7 separate regions of the Mus musculus genome follow, and regions 1, 3, 4, 5, 6 and 7 are each linked to region 2. A link is a contact called in public Hi-C, HiChIP or PLAC-seq and promoter capture Hi-C data. All regions are on one chromosome and are shown on one strand. Each heading gives the region's core, a stretch centred on a gene start, on an enhancer-like site or on the middle of the called end of the contact. The rest is flanking DNA. Distances are from core to core; before and after follow the strand shown.

Region 1 (4,186 bases), core at 313-2,812, 830 kb before region 2:
TGAAAGGCGTATGTGCAGCTCAAGAATTGATTTTTTTTTTAATTTTCAAAACTACTGAGAACGCGTCTGTGACAGTATCTGTATGTTACCTTACAGAGGAAAAACAGTTGGATGGACCGATTTAGACAGTTTCATGTCTGTGTTAGGCCTGGAGAATTGTTAGAGAAAAGATTTTGGTCTCAGCCAGATCAAATCTCCACTCGGAGAAGAGATTATTTGATCCTGTTTCCCTTTCAGACATTTCCTTATGGGCTTATTCAATTATCTGATTCTCCTGCCTGCCCCACCTCTGATCTGCTGAATGGCCAGAATCCCACTCAGAACTAATTCAGGAACTTTAACCATTCCACTCCGCCTGCAGTATAAGAAACAAAGCGAGCATTACGATATTTTTTTTCAGAGGCCTTCACCTCCTGGGTGTGACTTGCTGCCGTCATCTGATATGGATCGAGCTCCCACACATTGGCCACCACCTCTCCTCCTTGCAGTTCGAACGTAAGAACTGCAAGCTCCGAAGTAAGCTGGTGTCTCTCAAAGTCTTGCCCGAAAGGATGGCCCAAACACAACATTCTTGCACTGCCTTTTCGGGACAGCCGGGGTGACTGCCCTGGCCTCGCTGAATTCACCTCACGTTAGAAGAAAGACAGAAAAATGGCAGAAAACTGACCCCCCCCTTTTTTTTTGAGAAGATGGGTGTGCGAGAGAACACACACACAACGGACAAGTTACGACCCAGGCTCTGGGCCCCCGTCACTCATTACTCAAGGAACCAGGATTGCAATAATCACTTTTCCTTCCCTCGGGGACTGCTCCGGGTCCCTGCTCCGGGCAAGAGCTGTTCTCTCTTTCTCTTTTATCCCCGCCCCAGCACCATCTCAGGTACCTGTGCTTTGCAGAGCTGTCCTTGAACCTGGCATAGGCATGACCCTAGCCGAATGTGAAAGGGGCGGGTGGCCATGCAGGCACGGTTTGTGGGTTTATAGGCGCTGAGCCATTGCCCCAGGTGTGCGGACGCGTTTCCTTCCCCCTCTACTCACTTTGGCTCCGTTCGCTCACAACCTCCTCTTCTTGTTCCTTGGGCCCGCTGCAAGCGTCTCGGAGAACTGTATGGACATAGCTCTGAGGACAGAGACCCGAATCTCCATGGCCCTCGGCAGCAGCTAGTGAGTTCAAATAGGACAGTTTCTCTCCCTCTTCTTCCTCGTCCTCCTCCCCTGCATCGGAAAACTGCGTCCCTTCAGCCGTGGCCAGCATGCAGGGTGCCGAGTGGAAGTGCTGCTCCAATTCCGCCTGCAAGTGAGCTCCGTGGAAGTGCCGCTGCTGCTCCAGATTCAAAATGTCTTTGACTGAGAAAGGGGTGGAGGTGACCGGGCTTGGTAACATCATCAGGGCCACTTAATTGTCCAGTCCAAATACTCAATAAATCCCGGCGGGGGCGGGGAGGGAGTGCGGTGGCTCCAGCTCTTCTTCTGGACTCCGCGGTGGTGCGGAGTCGAGCTTTTGACAGACGCGGTCCAGTCTAAATCCCCTCCATTGGCCGGGACCTGGGGGTCTGGGTTTTGTTACAGCCACTGCAAGGACTGGGGCCGGGGCTGTGAAGCCTCTGTCCGGGGGCCCTGCGTCACGTCAAGGGGCGGGGTCGGCATCCTGGCCTCCTTCCCAATTGGTTCTTGTGTATGTGGGCCACGCCCTCTGCGTCCACCCAGTGGGATGTTGCTGCGCTACCAGAAATAGACAGGGACTAGAATAGGGTCCTGAGATCCAAGTCGCGGTGGGAAAAGCTGCAAAAAACCGGGTGTCCGAATCACCGATTCCCGCTCCACCTGGCTGCACCTTCCCGACCAGGGGCAGTTCTGAGAGGCCAGACTGCGGATTTCTAAGGAGAGGAGTGTTGTATCTGTGGAAATATGAGCGACGTGTCAAATTCCACCTCACCTTTGCTCTAGCTGTCCTCGCCACCTGGAGTGCCTTTCCCACCCTCATTTCCACAGTGGAAAGCTGTTCTCCGAGGAAAAGCTTAAATACCTCCAAGGAAACTCCGCCAGATCACCTCACCTAGAGGTCCTCTTCCTCGGAACTTGCTCAGTAATGTCACTTGTCACTCTCCCATCTAGTGCCAAAGCTGTACTTAGTGTCCGCTCGATTGTCACTTTAGATTGTGAGTCCCTGAGGGCAGGGTCCAGACCGTACTTGCCCTTGCAGCCCTCGAAGTGGCTTCAGAGAGCAGGTCTGTAGAAGACAAGACGACCGAGTTCTGTTAGTGTGCAGAGGCTCTATGCTTCGAAGCCTGGCCTGAGTCAGTATTTGGTTTTGGACGTTCTCAGTTTCCTGGTCAATATAAAGGAGCCGAATTGCCTCTTCTAGGGTTATTGTTGGAGTTTTTTTGTTTTTGTTTTTTAAAGGATAACCAGGCCGGAAGCATAGCACAGTTGTCTACTTAAAGCAAAGAGCTCAATACTTGTAACTACCCTTGTTCTTTGTGGGAGGTCAGAGCAGTGTTTGTTGCCTGCATTGATTCTGACCGGGCTGGTGTTCCACTGCACACACTGGGTGGCTCTGGTCTCAGAAGGGAGGGGACCCCCGCTGTGGCTGCAGCTCAGGCAGCCTTCTGAAGGGAATCGGGAGCCCGAGCCTAGGCCTCAACTTTCTGAAACGCCTTATTTCTCTCTTTCTGAAACCGTGGTTGTGTTCTGCAGGGAGACTAAATGCAGCCTCAGATTCAGAAAACTGCCTGATGGAGACCACCTTCTGGTATCCACCCGCCTACATACCTAGCCCCTGAGTGGTAAGGGGCACTATTGTGAGATTAAGAGCAAAAGGTGTGGGCAGCAGGCCTTGGAAAACCAAACTAGTTCCGCTTTCAACGTAGGGTTCCTCAGTAGGCCGCCCTTGCTTTTATTTATTCTCTCTCTCTCTCTCTCTCTCTCTCTCTCTCTCTCTCTCTCTCCCTCCCTCCCCCCCCCCCCGCCCCCGTAGAACCTCACAGTTTGGGAGAGACCGGCCTCAACTAGAAGGGTTCGCCGGATGGCGGCGCGGTGACCGAGGACGACGCCCTAGGAAACTTGTAGACAGGGCATGAATGCGGATTACGTGGAGAGCGGCCTTGCGGAACCCCGAGGCGGCAGCGAGAGGAGTTGATGCCCTTGGTCCTGGAAAGAAAGAACTGCGGGTTGGGAGGAGAGAGAGGCGGGGCTCTTGGGGGGGGAGCGGAAATACAGCGGGGAGGCAGCTCGTGGGGCCACCCGGGAGGCTGGTACGAGGCTCCCTCCACGTGCTCTGGGGGAGATGGGGAAAGATCATCTGTGGTTAGGCCCCGGCTCCTTGAAACCATTCCTTGGTCGCAGGAGCCTTTTTGCTCTAAGACTTGAAACTAGACGCTGCGGGCAGAGGCCGTGGTCTCTACAAAGGGCCCGCCAGCCCACCAAGGGAAGGAAGAGTGTGCCTGGTTTTGCTGTGGATCCGAAGCTCAAACATCCAGAGGTGGGGTGAGTGCGCCGCGCTGCAGGGTGGGGGACTTTGAGTGGACGCGTGCTGCGCGTCCCAGCTGCCAGACAGAGGACCAGAAGGAAACCATGCTCCAGTCTCAGTTCCCCACCCTGCAGCCAACTGCAAGGCAAAACCCATCGCAGAGAAATGCTTGTGTTCCTTTCTGCTCTCCACTTTTCTTAGCTTTCAAGTGATTTCAAGATCTGGACCAAAGAAAAGATAAAAAGCCGTTGCTTCTGTCGGGAGCGCATATTTTTCTTGCTTGGTTTCTTGCTTGCTAAGGGCGGTCGGCCTCACTTAAACCTTGCCCCAGAACCCTGGCTGGGTGAACCCCCCTACCCTCACCTCTGTCCAATGCCTGAAGCTCAGTGATAACACCCACACACCTGCTGCGGCCGAAGGCTCACTATGGCCTCTTCTCTCTGCTAGCGCAGATGGCTGTCTGCTCCCTACCTGCAGGGGCGCGTGGCGTCTCCTCCCAATCCCTTGGCCGCCTCTATCTGGTCAAGTATCCTCAAAACACACGTGGACAGCTCTCTCTCTCTCTCTTGCAGATCCAGGCCAACTTGCTTCAGAGCAGGCTGGACAGGACCGGGCCTGTAAGAATTCTCTGGTGAACGCGCCAGTTTGTGGTATCAATGGCCTAATCCCATCTTTCCCATCCCCATCCCAGCACACCACTGGAGACTTCCACCCACCC
Region 2 (3,912 bases), core at 1,043-3,542:
CTTCCCACATTCCTGGAAGGATGTGTGCAAAGTCTACTCCGCCAAGACAGGGCATCAACGATAGACCAGAAAAAAAAAAAATGACTCCCTCAAGGTCTAGCTTAATGACTGAACACATTCACTGAGGTGACTTCCAGGAGCACGGGCTACTCAAGAGCAGCTGCACCACACAATACCCAACCCAGCATAGAGGACAAGTCATGAAAGCTGCCTCCCTGGCTCCACCAGAGTCTCCTCTCCCTAGCTTTCATGACCGTGGGGAGGGACCACGAGAATCCTATAATCTACTGAGTCTCCAAGGCTTTTCTCGTGAGCCCGAGCCTCAGAGGCTCCTCCTCCCACCAAAAGAGAAAGTTTCCGTTCAGAGGAATGAGTTACAGAGCAAACTGCAAGGTGGGCAGTTGGGCCACTGAAGGTGCAGAAGCTAAGCCACATCCACAGGCCACGGCAGCACTACCAGACCCATTTTGATCACTTCAGAAGAGAAATTGTCCAGACTCTCCGTCCCTCAGAGTCCTCATCTATAAAATGAGGACTTTAGGTTAGGTGTTCATGACTGGGCCGGGACAGGAGGTAACTCTAGAGTTTGCTGGCAGCTAGCCTGACCAAAAAGTAGTAAACTCCTCATGTACTCATGGGCCACACTTAAACATACACACACACACACACACACACACACACACAGAGACAGATCAAATAATGGTATTTTTAATATATATCTAACTTAAAACATATCTACAACATAAAGAAATCTTACAATCCAATAATAAGTCAATGGCTAAAAATAGATTAATAATAATAATAATAAAAGGGGTAGAAGATATGAATAAATGTTTATTTGAAAGCAAAAAAAATTTTAAAGCTACACAAATGAAGAGAAAAACCACATGAAGAGATGATCGGCGCCATTCTTTAGTCATCTGCAAGACACAAGTCACTAGCATCAGGTAACATGGACTAGATTAGTTATAAATTGTTCACGGGTAACAGTTATTCAGGCTTACAAACTGTTTGAAACAAGGGGGAAATGACCGACCGAAGTCAGGATAGTGTCGGCAGATTCAGGACTCCAGGAGACTGATGCTTGTGGCTGTACTGTGGAGCCTGGCTGAGCAGGGTGGTGGCGAAGGCGCAGGCGCAGGCGTTTGCGATGTTGTTTAATTGTACCTTAGGTAGCTAGAGTGGCCGCAGCACTGGCTCTTGGCCTCTGCCTAGTGGGTGCGGAGTGCTCATGCTGGGTCGTACACAAAGTTTCTCAGAAGCACCAAGGTACCCAATGAGGACCTGTGGTAGGCGCCCAACCTCTTCTGTGGACTCCATTGGCCTTCTTCACTCTTTCTGCCCCTCCAAATACACATAAAAATCTTGATAGTATGCAATCACTCGCAGGTTCAAGACAAAAGCCCTAATGTGTATGCAGCCCTCAGTCAGACTGGGAACCTTTGTAAATCAAGGAGCCCAAAGGTAGCTGGGCTCTTCTGCATGGTGTACTGGCTGGTTTTGTGTCAACTCGACACAGCTGGGGTTATCACAGAGAAAGGAGCTTCAGTTGAGGAAATGCCTCCATGAGATCCAGCTGTAAGGCATTTCCTCAATTAGTGATCAAGGGGGAAAAGCCCCTTGTGGGTGGGACCATCTCTGGGCTGGTGGTCTTGGGTTCTATAAGAGAGCAGGCTGAGCAAGCCAGTAAAGAACATCCCTCCATGGCTTCTGCATCAGCTCCTGCTTCCTGACCTGCTCGAGTTCCAGTCCTGACTTCCTTTGGTGATGAACAACAGTATGGAAGTGTAAGCCGAATAAACCCTTTCCTCCCCAAACTGCTTCTTGGTCATGATGTTTGTGCAGGAATAGAAACCCTGACTAAGACACACGGGTTCCGCCCCCTGGAGGTAAGTAAGGGAAAGCACCCACAAAAAGGGTACCTTTCACCTACAACTAGATTCGGCAAGAAAACGAAAGGCTGGGAAGGGCCAGGTGAAGGTGCAAGGAAACCTGGGTTCTGGTTCCATTTGTTCCTTCTTCAGCAAGGGGGTTCCCTCGGGGTTCTCAGTTGCCCCTTCTGTAAATCTGTGGGGAATCCCTTTAGCTAAATCAAGCAAAAGAGACTCTAGAAATGTCACCGGCTCAGCTGGTGCCTCTAAAGGCAGTGAGATACCTACTTATGCCAGGGTGAACGTGGCACGGCTCCCTAGCGGCGGGTGACCAGCAAGCACAGTAGCCTGAAGGGTGAGCAATGCCTGACGGGGCGGGGCTCGAACCCACAAAGCAGGCCCCGGTCATGTGGCTGAGTCACGTGTCCTACCCGGAAGCGCGCCGCAGGCTGGCTACACGCTGGGCGGTGCGAGCCGCGGATCCGGTACGTGGGCATCGTGGGTGACCAAGCGCAGTCCTGGGTCGCCCCTCGGTGGGCACCTCCGGCAAGCTCTCCCAGTTTGGAGAGGCCCGGGCACCCGGGGAAACCCGCATCAGTCTCATGCCTTTTGGAGCGGGCGTCACAAGCCAGGCCTTCGTCCCCGGGAGGAGAGGGGGAGGGTACGTCAGAATTTCTGGGTGTCGTTGAAAGAGTGCTAAGCAGCTATTGGGCGGAGCCACGCAGTGAGGCGGTGCTAAGCGGCGCAGGGAGAGACTCCCTCCTAGGCCAGCTGCTCCTGCTGGAGCATCACAGGCTATAGTCCCCACCCCTCGCACCCACCCCCCAACTGAGCTGTGTTAGGCGGGACAGAGGCCACGGGGACAGTTTGCTAGGGACAATGAGAGAACTGTGACCCGGGTGGTAAAAGTGGGTGCAGGGGATTTTTCTCAGAATCGCCCTTCTCTTCAAAGTTTCCTCCTTTTAGAGCAAAATATAAAGAGAACAAAGATCAGAAAATGAGGTTAGCCGCAACCGTAAAACCAGATACCCACCGAAAAGTATGCGGGTGCTTACCGGAAGTTACCATCAAGGCAAGCCCGAGAATGGTGCAGCCAGGCTCAGAGTTTCATTGCTTTCAAAATCCCCAGGATCAAACCTTCCTCCTCCGCCTTAGATTCTTCTTGCCTGTTATCAAAATGGGAGGATTCCAGAGGCAGCTTATTTCTCTTGTTATTTGAAGCCGGGAAATAAGAATAACACCTACCCACCGTTCTTGTCCTTAAGATGAGCCTACTGGGCTGAGGTTGCGACCTGGCTGGTAGGAACCCCGTAACCCGGTAGGAAGGTGCAACAGCGCTCTGTTCCCTGGCCTCCCAAGAGGAGTTTGAATCTCTGAGTTGAATGGGACCTTAGGAAAGCCCAACCAGAACCAAACCCGAATGCAGCTTTTCACTGGGACCTCCTGCCAGCTTGCGATGGGTTGTGTAGTAACCCATCCCTGCTCACCGCTCCCTGGGGCTGCTCAGGGTGGGATTGCTGACCCCACCTGTGTGTGAATGAGTGACCCAAATATAAACTGTCCAGTTGCAGAGGAGGTAGGAGCTAATGTGTCATCAACGCTTGCTCCACATAAAGGACACCTTCTAGCTTGTGGTCCTTAAAATGGGGGAACCTGTGACTTCTCAGCCCGTGTCCAGGTTGTCCACTCTCAGGAACAGGCGGCAGTGGAAACCAGACCCTCTGAATGCCTTCATGCCTTTTCTGCCTTAAGCATTTGCAGGCCCAAGGATGCTGTGCTGCTGTTGTCTGCTGACCTGGTCAGAGTATCTAGCTCCTCAGAAGCCCTGCTGTGTGCTTTGCCAAGGTAAACCATGCTCCTCTCCTGGAGGATGGAGGGTGGAGAGGTGGGCAGCACCCACTTGAAGAGCAGAATGAGAGGAGCGAACTGAACTGCCACATGCACCTCTTTGTACATTTCTTCCCCCTCCCCCTCTCCAGCCCTGCCCCCACCCCCCATGTCACTACTTCATTGGGGGAACCAAAGACAGGAACCCCAGAAG
Region 3 (3,874 bases), core at 1,370-3,869, 690 kb before region 2:
TCAGGTTCAACACTGAGACACAAATCACAGGTGTTGAACTAGGTCAAGACCCTACAAGAGTTGACTGCCCTGTGGTGTGGCTTAGGTTCAAGCTCCTCCTCCCAACTACATGCTGATGTTCCTGGCTGGTAAAATGTGGAGCTGGGGGGCTGGCGAGATGGCTCAGCAGGTAAGAGCACTGACTGCTCTTCAGAAGTTCCTGGGTTCAAATCCCAGCAACCACATGGTGGCTCACAACCACCAGTAATGAGATCTGACACCCTCTTCTGGTGCGTCTGAAGTCGGCTACAGTGTACTTATGTATAATAATAAATACATTAAAAAAATGTGGAGCTGGGGGCTCTTGGACCTTGACATCAGCACCAGCTCAGAGAACAACGTTGGGGTGGGGGTGGACTTTGCATTTAGCTCACACTTCACTTGGGGTGGGGGGGGGGGAGGATTTGATGGAGGACAGACAACCTCTTTTCCCCTACTGGGCAATGTTCTTTGTCTTTCCTGAGAATGTGTGTGCAAAGGCTCAGAAGCATGGGAAAGAAAAGAGAACGTAATGCTTCCCTCTAGTTAGTTAAATACAAAGTATAATGACTCATGTATATGAAGATGCCGTGGTAAAACCCATCGCTTTGGATGCTATCTTAAAAACTTTAATAAAATGGGCGGGGGGGGGAGACTATGGTTGCAAGTTTACTCTTCTCACTGATAAAACTGAGGGATTTTTTTTAGAGAACTAGGATCAGAGGAAGTCAGGTAATATCTTCCCACTTGACATTGTTTTTAGTTTATTTATTTGTGTGTCTGCGGGTAGGTGTGGCATAGCATGTGGGTGAAGGTCAGTTATCTTCTTTTCCAACGTGGGCTCCAGGGTAACAAACTCAGTCTCATCTGACTCAGCAGCAAGGGTCCGTTCCTGACGGACCCTCTTTTGTTGGGCCTTTTTAAAGAATGTCATATGAACTGGGGAGGGAAGGAGGTGGCGAGATCTATGATACTCTTTGTTTTCTGTTTTTCTTTATTCACAGCTCTTTTTGAAGAGCCAGAGCAGAGCCAGAATTTCTAGGTAGCATCTTTTTTTTTTTTTCCAAGACAGGGTTTCTCTGTATAGCCCTGGCTGTCCTGGAACTCACTTTGTAGACCAGGCTGGCCTCGAATTCAGAAATCCGCCTGCCTCTGCCTCCCAAGTGCTGGGATTAAAGGCGTGCACCACCATACCCGGCCTCTTGGTAGCATCTTAACAGCCCTATCATGTCCATACAGTGACTGAATTCTGGACCACAATGATCTAAAAATCTGTATCCATTGTGCTGCGTGAAATAGTCATGAAACAGGAGATGTCCCATCCAGGCTAAGTTATCAATTGGCTAGGTGATTTGGGACAAATCATTTCTTCACCTTTCCTTATTAGAATTTTAATTAATAAACTTATTTATTTATTATCTATTTTTTGTGGGGCTGGGATTTGAACTCAGGGCCTTGACCTTACTAGACAACTACTTGGCCACTGCTCTATACACCCTGCCCTTTTTTCTCATTCTGAAGTGACATTTAACTTGCTGTTCTTGGCCTATGATGCTTCAAAGCCTTCAGATAAATTCAAATATAAAAACACTATGTAAAAATCTCTTTTATGATGAAAGGAAATACCCCACTTGACATTAAAGTGGCCACTGCAAAATTTAAACCAATGAATCTAAAGGAATTCTAGAGAAAATTCTTTCTAGATTACATTCGGATCACAATCGAAGCCATGCTTTCTACACACAAACACACTGATTCTGCACAGAAACTAGCAAGAAGGTAGCACACAGAAGGGCAGTTCAAGCCAGCCACCAGCCCTGTGCCAGTCCGCACGCACCCCCAAGCTGCATGCATGGCCAGCTGGCAGCCACCTTGTCGCCGACAGAAAAGCTGTAGGCAAGGAAAGAGCAATGGCTAAGCAACAGATTTCACTAGCCTTGAGCCACAACACCAAACGCCACAGTTACCTTTTCCTAAGGACAAACATCATAGACCAAAACCAAAACCAAACAAAATATTATAGCACTTCAGATAAAGGCCAAGGGTGAATTACCATCGCACAGAAGGAAAAGGACGGCCATCAGAGCATACAGCTCAACTTCCTGCATTCCCTGACAAGTGGCAACTCATGATGCCCCCCCCCCCCCCCCAAGCCACACTTCCGCTCATCCCTTGTGCAGTAACAGAGAAGCCAAGGCACACATTCCAGGCACACAAAAGCTAAGCCTCCGTGCTCTGTGGGTACCTGGTGGGAGGCAGTGTTCCCGGCAGAGCATTACAAGGAAGCTGCCGGCATTCAGCCATTCTCGTTAACCCAGCCCATGTTCAAATAGCCTGGTTCAGGTTCCCAGAGTGGGCTGAGGCAGGACCATGGCAGGGAAGACATGAGGAAGGGGTTTGAGAGATACATACGGAAGACAGAGGATCCAGCCAGACTTCCAACCTTCCGCACGTCATTATCTAAGGACAGAAGGGTGCAGTGGGTTTCAGAAGTAATTCAGAAAACAGAATGTCTCATGGAAATCTCCACTTCTACTCCACCCCAGCACCAATTAGCCCTGCAGGAATCAGGCAGGAAGGAGGGTAGTAGGGAAGAGCGTGAAACAACGTGTCCTTTCTTTCGGAAAAGCCGGGTCTCCACCCCAGCACTTGCTACAAGATTACCTTTTCCACCCCCACCTCAGTTTTCTTCCTCTTAAAGCCAAACAAAATCTGAAGTTATTTTTATGCCGTCTTTGCACAGAAGGAAACCCGAGCCAAGGAAGCGAAACAGCTTATTTTGAAGGTGTTTAACAGGAGTCAACACAAGAGTCGTGACTTCCGCCTAGATCTTTCTTGGTGGGCCCCACTGCTTCCCTGATAAACTCCCGGCTTAAGAACTAGAATACCTGAGCAAGCGCTGGTCATGATGGCTGGAACACCATAGTAGGTAAAGGCTCCGTTCTCAAAGCGAAGGCCTTCCTTACCAACCTCCACTTCCACTTTCCCCTGGAGAGAGAAGGAGGGTAAGGAACTTACTGAGGCTGGGATGGGCACTTCCAGGTCTTCCAGGTTCCCTCAGACCCCAAGGACTTTTGTGGGCACGGACAAATGGACTCACATGATCACAGGGAAGTGTTAATTCTGCCTAGATTTCCTTTACAGAAACACAAGCTCCGACTTCAGAAGCCCCTTGCAGTGAATTCACAGCTTTATCAGCCCTAAAGCAGCACGTGGTCCTGAATAACGAAGCTCTCCTGCTACACTGTAGCTGCCTTTCGAGGACACAGGCCTAAAGCACCAGTAAGCCAGAGCATAGTAAACAGCTTTACTGACTCAGTGTCCCAGACGAGACCATTTCTGGGTCTGGCTGAGATAGAACCTGCTCTTGTTGAATTCACCACTGGTGACAGTGATAACTAGCATTCATTGTCAATGATAGCAATAACTACCATGAGTGTAGAGCTGCATTTATGCAGCTGTTACTGTTATGTGCACCTGTGGATTCTCAGTCAACCCTGCAGGGTTTCTCTGTGTAGTCCTGACTGTCATGGAACTCACTGTGTAGAGCAGGCTGGCCTTGAACTCAGAGATCTGCCTGTCTTTGCCTTCCAAGTGCTGGGATTAAAGGTGTGCACCACCACGCCTGGCACCTTGGCATTTTTCAAAATAAATACTTGCAAACGGGAGGATTAGGAATTCTTGACAAAATATCAACAGTTGTTGAAGCTAGGTAATAGTTACGTTTTTTCCTTCTTCCTACTTTTTGGCTAGTTTTCCATAATAAAATGTTTAAAATGAACATTGCCACCTGGCATATGTAACATTTTTATGTCCAGTTGACAGATGGATTGATTCAGGCTCAGAGAGGTTCACT
Region 4 (4,065 bases), core at 105-2,604, 970 kb before region 2:
ATTTAAAGTTGGAAGGAGAGAATTAACTCGACAAAGCTGTCCTCAGACCTCCACACACTTACTATGGCACATGTACCCACCCCCACACAATAATTACCAACACACTTTTAAAGTGTTTAATTCATGCTTCATGTATTGATCTCTGCGAGAACAGTCACCACATTCTAATAGTGGTTACTCCTGGGCAATGAATTTGGAATTATTTTTACCTTTCTATATTGCTTGACTTCTTCTACCTGATATTGCTTTTATGATGAAAGATTACTTGGAGAAACAAACAAAAATCTGTCACCTCCTAATAAGTTGCAATAGTCATTGATTTAATAAAAGACTATCAGTCCCATAGATTAGGATTCAAACATTAACCAATGGTCGTAAACAACAATACAGTAACTCCACAAATCTGGTAACAGCCCCACCAGTGGGGCTGAAGATGCTGAAGGAGTATCAGGAGCTCCATACAAAAGTATGGGAATGTCTACAAACTGTTGCAACAGGAGCCTGAGCAAAAAGCAAAAAGTAGGGATCAAAAAAGACATTTGAAGCAGTAGTGCTCAAAGTTAGAGACTCCAGATGGCTTTGGGGAGTCTGTGTCTGTATTTGCCTCTTGGGAGCGGACTGCAGCTTTAGAACACTTAAACACGCTGAGACAGGTATGAGAATCCAACTACCTTCCATCAAGTGAGATATTAAAAGAGATTTGCAAAATACAGAGCATTGCCCCTTTTGCTGTTTTGTTTAGGGATATTTATCCTTCATAAAAGTTATTTGTCTTGACATATTAATAGGCATATCTCCCGCAGGAAGCAACCAGTCATCTGTTACGCAATGGCTGTGGGAACGGATCCCACTCGCCACCCTCGGTGGCAGCTCTAGGTTGTAGAGCTGTCACCACACTTTTATTATCTACCACAGAGACAGGGAGGTGGTATGGTGCCCTCTTGTGGCCCTAGGGGCGGCGGGACGCTGAGGGCACTTGCGAGACTGGCGGGGATCCAGGAGCAGCTGAGGGACTGCGTGACTGCCCGGGACTCCGGAGCACTGAGAAACTCGACCGCGGGAAAGCCTGGCAAGCCGGGACCCACCCCGGGGTCCACCGGCCGACCGCCCCCCTGCCCCGCCACCTTCCGCACCCGCCTTCCCCGACGATATCCACGCCTGTTTCCGCTCGCAAGAAGCCCCTTTCTTCATGCTTCCCGCGTTCCTCCCTCGCTCGCCTTCGGTTTCCACTGAGTCCCCGCGGCCGCGCGAGCGACGGAGGAGGCGCGTCCCCGACGCCCGTGCCCGGCAGCCTCCCAGGGAGTCGTGCGTGCACGCGCAGTGGCCAACCTAGCGCGAGGGGGCGCGCACGACGCCTGACCCGGAAGTGCTTGTTCTTTCGGGAGCGGAGAAGCGGACCGCAGCTCGCTGGGGCGCTCCGGCAGTGGCGCTGTACTGTCAGCATGCAACGGTTGCTCCTTCCGTCCCTGAGGGCCTTGACGGGGAGCCGCAATGTCGGGCTCCTGGTCCCTAGGGTGGCGTCCAGAACACAGGTACCCACTCCTGCTGGCTCGGATCACGGAAGCCGGGCTGGGATAAAAAAGGCCAGGATAAAGTAAACGGACCGCCCTGCAAGTCCGGCTCGCCTTCTCATTTCAGGACATATTTCCTTGTGTCCCGACACCTCCCTGAATGCGGATCCGGAAATATTACCCACTGCTGTGTATGACTGACCAATTTACTTAGCTTTTAAGTTTCAATTTCCTTTTCTGTAGAATGGGAGAACGACCTGTTACACAAGGTGTTTGTAAGGATTAAAATTTTAAATATACATCAAACCCTTAGCACGTGATAAAGGCTCAGTAATTTTTCTTTTCTTTTTATTTTATTTATTTATGCATTTATTTGCACATTTGGTTTTTGCTAAAAGCCACCAGGCAGTCAGGAACTCCTATGTAGCCCCATTCCACAGTGAAGGAAATTGAGACTTACTTTAAGTTGCTTGTCTAAGATACCCAGTTACTTAGAAGTAGGAAACTGAACATACTTTTTTTTTTTTTTTTTTTTTTTTGGTTTTTCGAGACAGGGTTTCTCTGTGTAGCCCTGGCTGTCCTGGAACTCACTTTGTAGACCAGGCTGGCCTTGAACTTAGAAATCCACCTGCCTCTGCCTCCCGAGTGCTGGGACTAAAGGTGTGCGCTACTACCGCCCGGCCAACATATTTTTGCTCTTAGTGTTAGACTCAAAAGAAGACATGTATTCTCTTCTCTGATAATCAGTAGTAAAAGGTGAAAGATCTTTATGGTGTGAAGAGAAACCAGAGAATTCTAGAGTTTGTTATGTTCCTGGAAAAAAAAATATGCCCACATAGTGCCTGCCCTTGAGGAGTCAGTTCATTCAATTGTTAGTTCGAGTACCAAATATGTATTAGGTCTTGCTGTGTAAGGACCCAGTACTACAAAGGGAGCAAGAGGAAGAGCTCCCAGCTTAGTGGGGCATAGGGACAGATCACCTGATACATGACTGTGTGTTAAGGCTTGTGGTAGGGAAGGTACTTTGTGCTGTGACAGTAACCTGTTGTAAGATCCAGGAAAGTCTGGGGCATAACGATGCCAGCCCCGATCTCCAGTGGGTAGTATAAATGGAAGTGTGTGGGAGGGAATAGCACATTTAGAGACTGAGAACCCAGTAAGAAAGGGCTCAGTAGTGCAGATGAGAGTCGGTGATTAACCAGAGCGGTAGCTGTGAAATGCAGCCTTACAGGGGCTTTACTCCAGTTAAATTGAGGATAAGTGTTGGTAGCAGATTCTTCAGTTACGATTTTCTGTCTTGCTCCTTAGTGTGGCAGCAGCTGTGGCAGCCAGCGTCCTCTGAGGCCAGGACAGTACAGCACCATCACTGAAGTGGCTCTGCAATCCGGAAAAGGGACAGTGTCCCTTCCTTCGAGGGCAGCCGAGCGGGCGGTGGGCCGATGGCTTCTGGTGTGCAGTGGGACAGTGGCTGGAGCAGTTATTCTGGGAGGAGTGACCAGGTGAGTCATTTACTCTTGGTGAATCAGGTTATCAGCCAAAAAGGGAGCGTTGGGCCTCATCTACTCTAGCTCGCTCCATTACAGATGGGGAAACTGGTAGCCTGCTCTGCCTTAGAACAGGTTGGCTTTTTATTAGTAGGAGTTTCATTATCAGGACCAGTTTCAGTCTTAACTGTTGCTGGGCGTTGTTTCTATATATTTTTACCTCTCCAGTGTTAAGATCATACATAAATCACAGCCGCTTCATGTATCTCTTAGGTTGTCTTAATATCTATAAACTGACTTTATGGATTTAGGCTTTCCCTTCCTCTAACATCTTTTACTTTTATGTATTTATTATAGCTCTGTTATTATTGTACAAGACCAAGTCATTTGTCCTGTGGTTACCCAAAGTAACCAGGGACTATCTGGTGATGGTTAACATATCCTTTGTCCTTTAAATGAGTAGTTGTTTATTAGATTCAGATTGGGAATGAGGGGACAGAACATTGCCTAGGTGATGCAGCATTCACTCCGGGATCTGTTGGGGACTTCAGCTGACTTGATTACTATTGCCTGAATCCATTATTCAGCTGACTTGATTACTATTGCCTGAATCCATTATTTCGTGAGAATTCCAAAATGGTAGTTTGTGTTGTCATCACCCCAGGAGATAGTCTTTATGAGAAAGGCAGGAGGAGGATACTGGTTTTCTTTGTTCACTAATTTCCAAAATAATGAGTCTGTTGCCAAGATCCTCCAAAGGTTACAAGGACAGGATTTGGATTTTAAAGTGCATAATATACTGGGGCTGGAGAGATGGGTCAGCAGTTAAGAGCACTGGCTATTCTTCCAAAGGGCCTGGGTTCAATTCCCAGCAGCCACACAACAGCTCATAACAGTCTGTAACTCCAGCTCCAGGGGATCTGGCACTGTAACGAAGACACACATGCAGGCAAAACACTAAAGCACATAAAATAAAACCAAACAGATCACTGAAGTGCATATATTTAAACGCATTAGATAGATCTTAGTACACTGTGAGGATTGTGTTGATAGTTTGCTTAAAATCTCCC
Region 5 (3,964 bases), core at 108-2,607, 740 kb before region 2:
AAGACAGAAAAGCTTAGCAAGTAGTGCTCAAAGTTCGATGGCTTTTGTTTATCCTCTGAACCGAAAACTCGTGAAGATTTATCATGTTACCCAAAGGAAGCCATGATGCTGTTTTCTCGCAAAATACCAAGGAATTGGCGCCTTCCAGCATTGGGTGAATATGTAGTGGAAGAAACGGAGGGAGGTTTGCCAGATCCCAGGCAAAGCATCATGCCATCTAGGAGGGGGTGTGGACCCTGCGCCATAACAAAGCTAGTATTTAGAGAGCACTTACTGTATGCAACTAAACACTTTATGTGTCTTAACTCACCTAATCCCCACAACAACCTGGAGGAAAACACTATTATCTCCATCTTACAGAGCAGGAACAGGCCTGCCCAAGTAGGTCAGAGTCAGCCGGCATCTAAACCTAACTTGCCTGGCTCCAGAGTTAGGTTCCTACTCATCAGGAGGCTTTCTAAACTTGTAACGTCGACAACAAAACGCCCAAGTACAGGAAAGAGAGATGTCTAACCAAACAGCGTGTTAAGAGGTTTTATGGATGGCTGACAGATGTGAAATCTTCAAGGTCAACAGGTGGAGAAAGGATCTGGACAGAAATAGACTCTCAGGGGAAGGAGCAGCCTGACCTGACAGAAAGAAGCAGCAGTTTGGGTGTGTGCCAATCGATGATGACAGCACGCGTGGGAGGAATGCTGCAGAGAGAGGCTTCGCTAGATCCTTCAAGGTCCTTTAGGGCTAGGCTTTCCCGGCCCCGGTTATCTACCGGGGCTGGGGGTTGGTGTTAAAATTCTCAAGCTAGTATGTGCTCATCCCTTACTTTCTGCAGGGTCTCCCCTGCCAGCGATCAAGGAAGACAACACATCCAGGTTTCTTTCTGGGGAAGCACTGAGTGGAGACAGTCAAGGTCACCCACGATTGGGTACAGTGTGTCCAAGCGGACCACTAGAGTCCTGTGCCAGACACTTGGCTGTCAGCCGGGCCTGGCCAACGCAGGAACGTGCGCACCGCCGGAGCCTGGCGGCGACAGTCACCTGCTCAGCGGGTACAGAAAGACCTGTTCTCTGCTTTCCCCACGGGCGGGCCACCGCCCCAGGTCTCCAGGCCCCAGAAGGTCAGGAGGTTGTCCTCTGGGGACTCCCGCCACCCGCACCATCCTCATCACCCCAAGGAATAAAAGCCTCAGCGATTGGAACACGCTACGCCAATCATCCTAGCCTCTGCCCACACCTCCTCCGGTGTACATTGCATTGGTTGCATCATACAAGCCTCCGATAAGATCCTCTTCTCGAATTGGCTAGTAGAGGCTTGCCCCGCCTAACCCTTCTTAGTCGGAAGGTTGTGATTGGTTAAGCGCGTTGCCAAGCTCCGGACGCGGCTCGACCATTGGAAGCCGCGGGCTGCCCCGCCCGCCGGCGAAGGTGAGAGTCTCCTCCAGTCACCGGACCCCGCACCGCACAGAGCTGCTCCCGGCTCGTTCTCGAGGTCTCGGCACATTCTGTCGCGATGGCGCCTCCATCAGTCTTTGCCCAGGTTCCGCAAGCTCCTCCGGTTCTGGTCTTTAAGCTCACTGCGGACTTCCGGGATGATCCAGATCCCCGCAAGGTTAACCTCGGCGTGGGAGGTAAGGATGCAGTGCCTTGGAATGCGAGCAGCCTGGGGGGAGGTGGGCGTAGGAGGAGCTGAGATTTAGTTTGTGTCTCCCTGAGAGGAGCCCGAGGAGAGAAGGTTGGGACCACGAGGACATCACCAACCTACCCATTTTGCAGATGGCGATACAGAGTCCTTGGAAAGAGGGGGTGTTCAAGGTCACGCAGAACAGGTGTAACATCTGGGACACAAATGTTGTTTTTGTTTCTCCACCCAGTGTTCTTTATAGTACTTGTTCTAAAGCAACGATGGGGATGGTAAGGAGAGAGAAGTATGGTAGCTTTAGCGTCTCGTGGTCAACTGGAACTGGGAATGAAAGAGCTGTTAGCCTAATGGAGCTGTAGTCCGGGTTGAGCGAGTAGCAGACGCCACTTAGGAAGCCTGTTAACCCACATGGGGAAGATGTAGGTTTGGTTTATTCTCAGAGTGGAGCAGATGAGGCGAAGCCCATGCATCTCAGGCCACACACATCTGGGTCTTCATTTCTTGATCATTTGCCTTGAACCAAGTTAGCCTTCTGCCAAGGTCGTTTGTGTTGTAGTTTCTAAAGCCCTTTAACTCGAGCCTCCGGCGACTTCGTCATCACTGTTTGGATGTTTGAAGCTCTACAGAGCTTGGTGTGCATTTGGCCACGTGCAGAGGCCAGCCGAGGAGAGAAGAGTGAGCAGACTGATGCTCTCAGCAGGGAACCAACCGGAACTGAAAGCGCTAGAAGGTTAGAAAGAAGAAATGGAGTTGTTTTGAAGCAGAGGGTGACGTTAAGGGGATTCAGAATCTAGGTTCTTAGAGAGGATGTGCAAATATAGCCCTAGTGTCTCTGTCTCTCTGTCTCTGTCTCTCTCTCGCTCGCTGGCTCTCTTTCATCTAGGTTCTTAGAGAGGATGTGCAAATATAGCCCTAGTGTCTCTGTCTCTCTGTCTCTGTCTCTCTCTCTCTCGCTCGCTCGCTCGCTCGCTCTCTTTCATCTAGGTTCTTAGAGAGGATGTGCAAATATAGCCCTAGTGTCTCTGTCTCTCTGTCTCTGTCTCTCTCTCTCTCTCTCGCTCTCTTTCATCTAGGTTCTTAGAGAGGATGTGCAAATATAGCCCTAGTGTCTCTGTCTCTCTGTCTCTCTGTCTCTCTCTCTCTCTCTCTCTCGCTCGCTCGCTCTCTTTCATCTAGGTTCTTAGAGAGGATGTGCAAATATAGCCCTAGTGTCTCTGTCTCTCTGTCTCTCTGTCTCTGTCTCTCTCTCTCTCGCTCGCTCGCTCGCTCGCTCTCTTTCATCTAGGTTCTTAGAGAGGATGTGCAAATATAGCCCTAGTGTCTCTGTCTCTCTGTCTCTGTCTCTCTCTCTCTCTTTCTCTCTCTCTCTCTCGCTCTCTTTCATCTAGGTTCTTAGAGAGGATGTGCAAAATAGCCCTAGTCTGTCTGTCTGTCTGTCTGTCTGTCTCTCTCTCTCTCTCTCACACACACACACAGACACAGACACAGACACACTTCATCAAGGAATAGGAGTGGCTAAGAGAAAATCCTAAAATGCTGTTTTATTGATGGTGTCTGGACATAAATGATACCTAGCATTTTCCCAATTTCTATGTATGTTTGAAAGTTTTCAAAATAAAAAGCATAAAAAGGTCAGCATTCGCTGCTTTGCCAATGGAGAGGAGCTTGATGGTTTTAGCAGCCCTCAGAACAGGAGAAATACTGAAAGATTGTCTTGACTAGAAATCACAGTGGTCACCATATAAAGTCTTTATTTAAATCCAGCCCAGAATCTTCAAGTGCTTATTTACAGCCTAATAAAGATAGAAGAGCTAGCAAGGTCGATTGCTTGACCCATCTCGCAGGGCCTTTGTGGTGACTTGATGCAATCACTGCCTTGCATGGGGTCTGGTGTATAAGTAGGAGTTATATAAGTGTGAGCTATTTCTGTTGTTGTTTGTCGTTTCTTTGAGTGGGTCTCTTGAAAACAGTTGAATAAAAATGTTTAGCCTAAGAGCCAAATGATGACATTGATGACATCGGTTCAGAAATAAAATATTCGTGCACAGGAAAACCTCCAGTCCGGATGATCCAGTCAGCCTTGGGTTCAGATACTCATCTCAGTGATGACGTGCCTCTGTCATTGTTTCCAGGAACCTAGGAACATGAACAAATGAGTTATGCGTGTAAGCGTACGTACGTTCTGCCTACAGCAACTCTGGGAGGTTGCTTTCTTGCTCTCCTGTTTGCAAGGAAGGAGGCTGAAGCCCAGGGAGAAAGCATAGCTTAGTCCTTAGATGGGAGGGCTGGGATTCTAGGCAGGTCTCAGGCCTCAAGGGTTTTGGATTCT
Region 6 (4,044 bases), core at 652-3,151, 850 kb before region 2:
TAGGCACATTGATGTTGTGTCACCAGCCATCACTGTCACGTTACTGAGACTGTGGCTTTGCAACAGTGCTTTCCCAGGGTCCTCTGTCTGCAGCCGTTGGCAATGACGATGTCCATTCCAGGTATCTCAGGAAAGTGGAACTGATTTGCCACTCCCAGCCTGCTTTATATCACTTAGCAAAGTGTTCTCGGTGCTCCTGTACATTGTAGTATGTGTTTTGGGTTTCTACTCCTTAGGGCTGGGTAATTTGCCACCGTGGGCACATAACTGCCCTTTGCTTGGCTTGTTAATGCTTTGATGGGCATCGGCCTGCTCCTGCTTGTTTTGAATGATGTTGTAATGACGTTATATGTGTACACATTTGCTTGAGTCTCCGCTTTCGACTCTTTTGGCAATATGGCACACCTACATTTTCAGGGCCACGTGGTATTTCTAAGTTCAGCTTTTTAAGGATCCGTCATACTGGTTAACTTAGTAGCTGTATCTTTTTACAGTCCCACCAACAATGTATTAAGCGTGAGCACCCCAGTCTCTGCATACCTTCCTTTTGAGACAGGACCTCATTATTTGTTTGTTTAACTTACTAAAGAGGTACGTTTGTTTTTAACCAATTAATTAATTAGTATGTGTGTGTGTGTGTGTGTGTATGTGGTGTCTGTAATGTGTATGTATGTGTGTATATGTATGTGGCGTGTGTATATGTGGTATGTATGTATATGTATGTCTGTGTATGTGTTTGTGGTGTGTATGTGTATGAATGTGTATGTATTCATGTGTATCAGTGTATGTATATGTGTATATCTATGTGTATATGTGTATGTATGTGTATATATATATATATGTGTGTATGTGTGTAGGTGTGTATAGTGTATATGTGCATGTCTGTGTGTAAGTGAATATGTGTGTATATGTATATATGTGTGTATATGTGTATGTGTGTATATGTGAATGTATGTATATATATGTGTGTGTGTATATGTGTGTATAGTGTATGTGTGTATGTATATGTGCATGTCTGTGTATAAGAAATATGTGTATATATGCGTGTATATGTGTGTATATGTATATATGTGTGTATATGTGTATATATATATGTATGTATGTTGTATGTGATCAGACTCTACTCATTTGTGGTCCTGGGGATTAGAACTCAGATGCTCCTGCTTGGTTAGCAGTGCTCTTAACTGCTATGTGATCTCTCCAGCCCCTGGTCTCACTTATTTAGACAAAACTGGCCTTGAACTTGCAGCAATCACTCTGCCTCAGCTTTCACCCTCCCTAATCTGCCACACACACCCCTTGACTGGTGTGAGATAGCCCCATCTTCAGCTTTAACAGGATCCTCACCATGATTGCTGCCCACACCAGGACTGTAGCCATGTCAGCAGCCGGAAGTGAAGAGCAGGGAGCCCTGGAAATCTGAAACGCCAGCCAGGGATTTGGCCAACATCATCAGTCAGTCAGAGGTTGAGAAGGTAAAACATGCATTAGTTCCTCACAGAAAGCAGCTTTAGTCTGTCTGTCTGTCTTTTTTTCTCTCGTTCTTTCTTCCTCTACATTTTAGGAGTATAGTCTGAAACCGTTGACTTAAATGGCCTTAGGCTTACCAAGTGAGAATCTGGGACACTGAGACAGGCAATCAGAGAATACAGCTTGGGATATGGGCAGCCACTCTGGGTTAGATCAAAGAAATGGGCAAATCCTGCTTCCCCACAGCAGCCTTCGTCAATATTTGAAACAACAATAACTTTTAGATGTAAAGCATACAAAGGAGAACCTTGTGTTTCTTTCTGAAGAGCCTGTGTTCCTCCCCAGCCAGCAGGAGGCTTCCATCTTGGCTTGTTTTCTGGACGGGAAACAGTGCCCAAGGCTTTCTAGTGGTGAATGTGTGCCCCCTGGTGGTCACTTTCTGTAACACTGACGCCACCCAAGGGCAGTGACTCAGCTTTAACTCATCTTGAGTGGGAATGGAGAGGACTTCGAAGTGCTCTCTCTCTCTCTCTCTCTCTCTCTCTCTCTCTCTCTCTCTCTCTCTCTCTCTCTCTCGATTTTCTGTGGAAATTTGCATGCTGGTGGTACTTCCTGGAACACAGGGGGAACATCAACTTTTTTTAGTGCTTCCATACCTCAGCATGTTCTGCCCAACACTGTCAGGTGGGGCAGGTATGGAACACTAAGCCACATGTAGTTAGTATTTGGCGTCTGCTGGAGCCTACATTAACCCCTCTCTTGATTGGTGTCTGGAGGCCGCACTGGAGATGCTCGGGTGTAGGCAGTGTCTGTCCTTTCTGTGTCTACACTGTTTCTCTCTGGGAGCCTTTGATCCTGCAGGGTGGTGAGGGTCTGTCTATCCACGCAGCCCTTCCTCCTTTGCCTTGTTAGAAAACGCTGCCTGCGCCTCAGAGAGTGCTGCTTAACTCAAGGTTGCCTCTTTCTCTGATCCCTGACTGCTCTGAAGGGAGAAGCGTTCCTTTGCCATAATATTGCCCTTGCTATAGGCTAAAGAGCAAGGGAAACAGCTAGTTACGGAGGGAGCGTTTGAGACTATGAATCAAAATACGTTTCTCCTTTCAAAATAAACAAATTAACAAACCTAAGATTATATATATTCCTCCAAGCCTAAAATGCAACATTTCCCACAATATATAAGCAATTTAATGTTACCTATAACAATTAAATATAAATAATTATATATAATTAAATATATTTAACCAGTTAAACGTTAAAATTAGAAACTACTTTGCCATCAATGTTAAAGAAACCTTGCTCCCTCCATTTCCTCAGCACGGTGGAACCTCTGAGTGGTGATCACCCTCTGAAAAGGTAAAAAGGGTAGGACCCAGGGGAGCCTTCTTTCCGACACACAAGACAGGGGCCTAAATGCAAACCACCATGGTCGGTGAACACACCACGGATTTTCATGAGAGGACCTGTTTCTCACTGACTTATAAGTGAGTCACATTTCCCCCCCAATGAAAAACAACCTAATACCTTACCATGCTTATTTCAATGCTAACGGAAGACATCATGGCCTGAAGCCTCCCAGTAGCAATGGCTATGTCACTGGATGTTAGCTGGTGGCCTCTGAGTTACCAACAGCCCTGCATTAAGGTTCTGACCTCGCCTGTGCACATACTCACTAGTCACAGTGTAAAAACCACAAACATCCGGTAGCTGACCGAATTTCTCCAGCACCTTGGACTTCTGAGGTAGGAATGTGCTTTTGGTAGGTGTGGAGCCCGTAGAGTCCACGGACATTACAGAAAGCCTCCTGGGAGCCAGTCATCCCGTCACCCCTTGGCTCACTGAAGGTCCTGCGAGGTAGGTACTAAGATCTCACTGTATTCACAAGGAGCGTGAGGTTCAGGTGGGTCCAATTTACTCACCCACAGCCAAGCTGGGGAACTTCTGCCCAAGACAATTTGCTATCTTGCTTCAGGTGAGGAACAGCAGGGAGACCACAGGGCCGCAAGGCCTGCCTCCCCTCCCCTGTGGAGAACCTTCCCTTAGTATCCAGACCCACTTATCCTCATGGCAGCTGTCCCAGCACATCTAATTTACCTCCACTTAGCCTTAATTTGATGCTTCCAACTGCCTGGGAGGAGATGATGGTCCTCCCACGTGGGCTGAGCACCTCCCTCCTCAGGCTGGCTGTTCACACTGCCCATCTATGCCCAGCCCCGGCTACCACCATCTAGAATTACTACTGGGTGAGGGCTAGGGTTACTGCACTTAGCACAGAAAGGCCCTCACCCCAGCCTTTTCCAGACAGGGGGCTAATCACTCATCGTATGCCAGTTGGTCATGTATTTGGGGCTTTGTTTCTGCCAGATCTGAAAGCAAGCAAAGGGTGAGGGGCCACGGGGACTGGGACAGATTGAGTGCGGCTGTAGGGTGTGAATGACGGGGGTTATTCAGAGAACCAACATTCCAAAGGTGTCCCAGGGTGTGGACACACGTGAGAGCCTCTGTAACTGACATGGTGGGCATCTGACGGCCCACATGCATGGTCCCCAGCTGGGATTCCTGAGAGCCTACTGGGCA
Region 7 (4,339 bases), core at 69-2,568, 910 kb before region 2:
CAAACATTTGTTAAGTCCTAAAATCTCTCCATAAATTACCGCTTTAAAACTGTTTTTAAAACTAGATGAACACCCTGAAAGGCAAAAATCCCAGGTCAAGAGAAGTCTAAATGGTTTTTTTTTTTAAGTTGCAAATGAAAGGCAAGCACCTGTATTGTTCATAGTGTTTCTTTCCATCATGCAGTTTAGAAAGACATGATGTGCTTGAATAATCTACTGTTGGTGGAAAGATCAAAGGGAGGGGGGCACAGGGGCGGGGGGCACAGGGGTGGGGGGGTGGGGTCTTCCTAACACTGGCTAATCAGAGAGGCTGCAACATGACCGACCACTAGCCATGCTGTCAAGAAACCAGATAGTTACACAAGTTATTTAACTGATTTTTTTTAAAAATGCTTTAGCAAATTATAGACACAAGGAGACCTTTCTTAAAATTAGTTTTAACAGATACACAGTCAAAACTGAGTCTTTGGCCTTAACTCAACCACCTTTCAGAGACAACCACTGCTACTCTCAAGACCCCAGGTTATGGGCTGGAAATGATTCGACTGGCCTTTCCAAAGAATGCAGCTTTGACATTTTTGCATACACCTGACCAGGATGCAAAGTTTAGGCGCAGCCTCAGGGCAAACCTCACCTAGCCTCCCAGCGCCCCCGCCCCCCCCCCCGCGCCCCTGCTACCACCCTCCACTCAGCTCCTTGACAGATATAATGAGTGCAAACCTTACCTAGCCATGGGTTCCCTTCAGTGGTCTCGACGTCTGTCACCTCCGTTTCCTTTTGCTTTGAGAGGGTGGCCTCCTAGTCCCAGGCATCTCCTAAGCCTGCAGCCTAGAAAGGGTTGGCTGGCTTTCAGACAGTGCCCAAAGGACCTGATCCCCGCAGCGACTGCACGTTTCCTTCCCACTGTACTGACCCTCACTCCGTGTCGCTTCTCTCTCCTCCCACGGGCCCAGAGGATCCTACCGTGCATCCCGAACGCGGGGCTTTCCTGTGGACAGGCTCAGTGTTCACGGAGCACGCCACCCCAGGTGGTAGGGACAGGGGACCCCGCTTCCTCTCCTCGTCCCTATCCGTCCCGCAGCTCTCCCGCAATCCCACTCACGGGAATCCCGAGGCCCGCTCGTCCCTCTGCACAGCCCGGCCTGGTCCTGGTCCTCAGCGGTTCCCAGTGGCTCCCAACACAGCCGGAAGGAGGCCCGGCCTCCGGCGGCGCCACGTCCCCAAGGAAACCGCACCGAGCCAATGACTGCAGGGGACCCGGAGAGGCCCGCCCTGCGCGCAGCCGGAGCCACCGGCGAAGCCGCGGCGGTCACAAACTGAGCGTCTGTTCACAACGACACCAATCCCCAAAGGTGCCTGGCCACGAATGCCCGCCCCTGGACTCCCGGCCGTGACCAATGGAAAAGTCGTCGCACCCAGGCTCCGCCTGGAGGGCGGGCTGGGACCCGCAGCCCGCACGGGAGAGGCCACAGACTGCTGCTGCAAGGCCAGCTCCCTGCGGTGGCCTTCACCGCTGCAGCTTCCACCGTTCCTGTGGGTGGGTCTCCGAATGCTCATCACAGCTACGCACCCCTTGCTCATAGCCTTTCTTCCCTCATTGGCAGTTCCTCCATCCCGTCCCTTTTGCCCACAAACTGATATCCCAGGATCACTGTCATCTCTCATGATAGAAACACTGTGAGAAAAAATTAGAGCCGGTGACGTTTGCATCAAAGTACTCGTGTCCATTTCTTCAACGTTGGTTGTCTACTGGGTGCAGATCATGAACATTTGTATTGTTGTCCTCCTGGGCCCTATGGTAACACAAAAGAAACAGTCCCTTAACTCTTGCTTACACCAGCCCCGTGTCTCATTTTGCATGAAGAAGTCTCTTGAATGACAGAAAATCTAAAGTTTTTACAACCTGTCCCTTTCATTACTGTCCACGGTGCACCTACTGGGTCTCCTCACCTCTTGGTTAAGCTCCAGCATGTGTACCCTTGAGTGTTGGGACCTGATGGTTTTTGTACATTCTGCTCTTCTCACTTTATCAGCTCCTGATCATGTCTTACCTTTGGCTTAAGGGTGTCTTCCTCCAAAAATCTTACCCGACCCCACATCTTTTTATAGACACCTTCTGTTTCAGTTACTCCTCGATTTACAACCATGTGCCTGTCTGCCCCACTAACTCCCTATCCTTGAGAGCAGGAGTATCCGCTCTTACACATCCCCAAAGCTAAGTCACACCATCCCTTATAAAACGCCGCCAACACAGGACGTAAATGAATACCTGGACGGGGATGAAGACCAAGAGGAGATCAATAGGGACAATTTTATTCAAAGCTGGCTGTAACCAGTGACAGTCACTGTCACTGCATTTGGCAGAGAATCGAAGCTCTCAAAAGAGTAAAGCAGCTTTGGTAGTGAAAGGGACTGGGCTTGTCTATCTCTGACGAGGTATCATAGCAAAGACAGGCTGAAGGTTGAGTGACAGGTGCAGAGGAACACACTCCACTCAGCGCTCTGCAGCTGGGCCTGAGTTAGAAAAAGAGCAAACAAAAAAGAAGCTGGCTGGAGTCTTGGAATCCTACACTTGGAGGTAAAGGTGGGTGGATCTCTGTTAGTTCGAGGTCAGCCTATCGTCCATAGTGAGTTCCAGGACAGACAGGAATATGTACAGTTCAAGGAAAAAGGACAAGGTAAGATGGCAACCCAGCTATCAGAGTAGCAGAAGGGGAAGACAAAGTAGACAAAGGTCAGATCAAGGATGACAGAACTCTGGTCAACCACCACGATGCTTTAGTGTCACACTTAATCTGGGACACTGGAACCGCACTGAGCAAAAGGTGTGCAGGCAAATGCAGGGCTCGGGACGTAGACCAGCTGGTAGAGCGTTTTCCTGGCACAGACCATGAAACCCTGTGTTCGACACACACACCCACACCCGCCCCCTGCACCACATTTTAAAATAACAGAAAAGCAAAAACAAGCAAACAAACAAACAAACAACTCTCAAGCCTGAGTGTGGCGGTGCTTGCCTGTGATCCCTGCAGACATGGACAGAGAGAGGATCAGAAGTCCGAGTCATCCTCTACTATTTAGCAAGGTTGAGGTCAGTGTAAGCTATGTGAGACCCTAGCTCAAAAAGACCAAATCAGACCGGGCTTGATGGTGCAGTCTGTAACCCTAGCACTTCACTAGGAAGTTGAAGTGGGAAGATTGCTGTGAGGCAGTCTGGACTTCTTGGTGAGACCATGCCCTAAACAAACACAAATACACACACACACACACACACCCTCATACATACATACACACACACACACCCTCATACATACATACACACACATCCTCATACACACACACTCTCATACACCCACACCCACACACCCTCATACACACACATGCACACACACACACACACTCATACATACATACACACACCCTCATACATACATACACCCACACCCACACACCCTCATACACACACACACATGCACTCATACAATCACAAACACATACATGTACTCGTATGCACAGATATGCATGTATGCACAGATATGCACATTGCATAAATTTGGTATTAACCACAGAATTATATAAATATAGATAATTTAATTGTCCCAGAGAACAGTTCCTAAAGAGAGGAAGACGTAGAACTAATTCAAAAGGTGTTTTGGAATAGTTTTTAACCCCTTGAAGTATTGTTCTTTGAGTTATAAATCTAAAAATGCACATATCTTAAACTCCAGTGCTCTAAGAAGTGGATGTTTTGGAGGGTAAACAAGATTCCCACCTATTTAAGGTATCCATCCACTCAGCCGGCCGAATCAAAAAAAAAAAAAAAGTTGAGACCACTTCTCTTCCTCCTTTGCTGAAACCCAGAAGACATGTTGAAACAAATTATAGGAAGCCTAATTTTAAAGTTTTTTTAACTGCTCCTTAAAGGCTTGTCTACAACTACATCAAATATTTTGTCAACATGCCCTTGATGCCCAACCCCGAACATGACCTTGCCCTCAGCCACTGGGTGTCCATAACCCACCATGCCCCCTTCCCCTGTAATCAATCCTTCACCCTTTCACACTGCCACCTGTCTAACCTGTAAAGGTTTCTCTCCCATGTTTAATTGTCTCTCCTTGTATGCCCTTCAGGAACCTCACTGTTTAAAGCCAAACCTGCTGTCTCCCCACTCATGTGACCCCCCCCCACAAGCCCCTCTATTGGAGTACTCATCTTGGACAGAATTCCCTGCGATTGCCCCACATGGGAACCTATGCAGGAGCTATTCTAAAATCTCCTCTCTCTTTTTTCCTTCCTCATTTCCACCCAGTTTGTGTTCTTACCTATTGTAAGTATTCAC

Evidence for each region. Promoter capture Hi-C pulls out the DNA fragments that hold promoters and counts their contacts. Hi-C and Micro-C count contacts between places; a contact is called where the count stands out from the background. HiChIP or PLAC-seq counts read pairs in DNA pulled down with a chosen protein or histone mark. Capture Hi-C pulls out chosen DNA fragments and counts their contacts.
Region 1: an H3K4me3 HiChIP or PLAC-seq map of embryonic stem cells shows a contact between it and region 2, with 6 times the contacts expected there. The contact joins the promoter of Nkx2-3 here to the promoter of Hps1 in region 2. A contact is called at or near these places in 22 of 39 promoter capture datasets (the 3T3-L1 cell line, 3T3-L1-derived adipocytes, the C10 cell line and 13 more), 2 of 15 datasets of contacts at CTCF or cohesin (embryonic stem cells and stem cell-derived epiblast-like cells), 3 of 484 Hi-C or Micro-C datasets (B cells, the G1E-ER4 cell line and embryonic stem cells), 11 of 115 datasets of contacts at active chromatin or transcription factors (embryonic forebrain, embryonic hindbrain, embryonic stem cells and 4 more) and 4 of 9 other capture datasets (adipose tissue, embryonic stem cells, macrophages and 1 more).
Region 3: an H3K27ac HiChIP or PLAC-seq map of embryonic stem cells shows a contact between it and region 2, with 10 times the contacts expected there. The contact joins the enhancer-like site here to the promoter of Hps1 in region 2. A contact is called at or near these places in 10 of 39 promoter capture datasets (cranial neural crest, embryonic stem cells, frontonasal cranial neural crest and 4 more), 10 of 484 Hi-C or Micro-C datasets (bone marrow-derived macrophages, cortical neurons, embryonic stem cells and 3 more), 13 of 115 datasets of contacts at active chromatin or transcription factors (the NIH/3T3 cell line, SST interneurons, bone marrow-derived macrophages and 6 more) and 5 of 9 other capture datasets (adipose tissue, embryonic stem cells, liver and 2 more).
Region 4: a contact with region 2 is called in a Hi-C map of CD8 T cells, with 6 times the contacts expected there. The contact joins the promoter of Cox15 here to the promoter of Hps1 in region 2. A contact is called at or near these places in 2 of 39 promoter capture datasets (the 3T3-L1 cell line and pre-B cells), 1 of 484 Hi-C or Micro-C datasets (CD8 T cells) and 1 of 115 datasets of contacts at active chromatin or transcription factors (large pre-B cells).
Region 5: a contact with region 2 is called in a promoter capture Hi-C map of liver, with 5 times the contacts expected there. The contact joins the promoter of Got1 here to the promoter of Hps1 in region 2. A contact is called at or near these places in 20 of 39 promoter capture datasets (the 3T3-L1 cell line, 3T3-L1-derived adipocytes, the C10 cell line and 12 more), 1 of 15 datasets of contacts at CTCF or cohesin (pro-B cells), 5 of 484 Hi-C or Micro-C datasets (B cells, CD4 T cells, the N1E-115 cell line and 2 more), 18 of 115 datasets of contacts at active chromatin or transcription factors (the NIH/3T3 cell line, Th17 cells, bone marrow-derived dendritic cells and 12 more) and 4 of 9 other capture datasets (adipose tissue, embryonic stem cells, liver and 1 more).
Region 6: a contact with region 2 is called in an H3K27ac HiChIP or PLAC-seq map of embryonic stem cells, with 7 times the contacts expected there. The contact joins the enhancer-like site here to the promoter of Hps1 in region 2. A contact is called at or near these places in 5 of 39 promoter capture datasets (the 3T3-L1 cell line, embryonic stem cells, hippocampal neurons and 1 more), 4 of 115 datasets of contacts at active chromatin or transcription factors (embryonic stem cells, large pre-B cells and pancreatic cancer cells) and 4 of 9 other capture datasets (adipose tissue, embryonic stem cells, liver and 1 more).
Region 7: a promoter capture Hi-C map of liver shows a contact between it and region 2, with 4 times the contacts expected there. The contact joins the promoter of Entpd7 here to the promoter of Hps1 in region 2. A contact is called at or near these places in 2 of 39 promoter capture datasets (embryonic stem cells and liver), 1 of 484 Hi-C or Micro-C datasets (CD4 T cells), 1 of 115 datasets of contacts at active chromatin or transcription factors (pancreatic cancer cells) and 1 of 9 other capture datasets (adipose tissue).

What each region holds. Positions count from the first base shown.
Region 1 is chr19:43,609,701-43,613,886 of GRCm38.p6, reverse strand. It overlaps Nkx2-3 (NK2 homeobox 3), which reads right to left and starts at 1,562. Exons shown (of 2, transcript NM_008699.2): 1 at 1,038-1,562. The coding sequence starts at 1,386. Gm20467 (a long non-coding RNA gene) reads left to right here and starts at 1,831. Exons shown (of 4, transcript XR_001782682.2): 1 at 1,831-2,085; 2 at 2,697-2,785; 3 at 2,977-3,485; 4 at 4,041-4,186.
Region 2 is chr19:42,778,358-42,782,269 of GRCm38.p6, reverse strand. It overlaps Hps1 (HPS1, biogenesis of lysosomal organelles complex 3 subunit 1), which reads left to right and starts at 2,292. Exons shown (of 20, transcript NM_019424.3): 1 at 2,292-2,356; 2 at 3,624-3,716. Gm16244 (a long non-coding RNA gene) reads right to left here and starts at 3,238. Exons shown (of 2, transcript XR_386720.3): 1 at 2,927-3,238; 2 at 696-2,830.
Region 3 is chr19:43,470,981-43,474,854 of GRCm38.p6, reverse strand. It overlaps Cnnm1 (cyclin M1), which reads right to left. Exons shown (of 12, transcript NM_001373992.1): 5 at 2,907-3,006; 6 at 2,431-2,478. Among named protein-coding and RNA genes, the nearest start is that of Cnnm1, 33 kb to the right of the region's middle. Within about 2 kb of position 2,619, at least 11 of the 459 cell types and tissues checked have an H3K27ac peak or open chromatin away from gene starts, as enhancers often do. A contact at or near this core is called in embryonic stem cells, where this site is marked.
Region 4 is chr19:43,750,289-43,754,353 of GRCm38.p6, reverse strand. Cox15 (cytochrome c oxidase assembly protein 15) reads left to right here and starts at 1,354. Exons shown (of 9, transcript NM_144874.4): 1 at 1,354-1,532; 2 at 2,820-3,010. The coding sequence starts at 1,443. Cutc (cutC copper transporter) reads right to left here and starts at 1,331. Exons shown (of 9, transcript NM_001113562.1): 1 at 1,134-1,331. The coding sequence starts at 1,191.
Region 5 is chr19:43,521,998-43,525,961 of GRCm38.p6, reverse strand. Got1 (glutamic-oxaloacetic transaminase 1, soluble) reads left to right here and starts at 1,357. Exons shown (of 9, transcript NM_010324.2): 1 at 1,357-1,624. The coding sequence starts at 1,507.
Region 6 is chr19:43,628,913-43,632,956 of GRCm38.p6, reverse strand. All of the region lies in intron 1 of Gm34922 (a long non-coding RNA gene), which reads right to left. Among named protein-coding and RNA genes, the nearest start is that of Gm4311, 11 kb to the left of the region's middle. Within about 2 kb of position 1,901, at least 50 of the 459 cell types and tissues checked have an H3K27ac peak or open chromatin away from gene starts, as enhancers often do. A contact at or near this core is called in embryonic stem cells and pancreatic cancer cells, where this site is marked.
Region 7 is chr19:43,686,668-43,691,006 of GRCm38.p6, reverse strand. Entpd7 (ectonucleoside triphosphate diphosphohydrolase 7) reads right to left here and starts at 1,318. Exons shown (of 13, transcript NM_053103.5): 1 at 1,103-1,318; 2 at 726-828. The coding sequence starts at 733.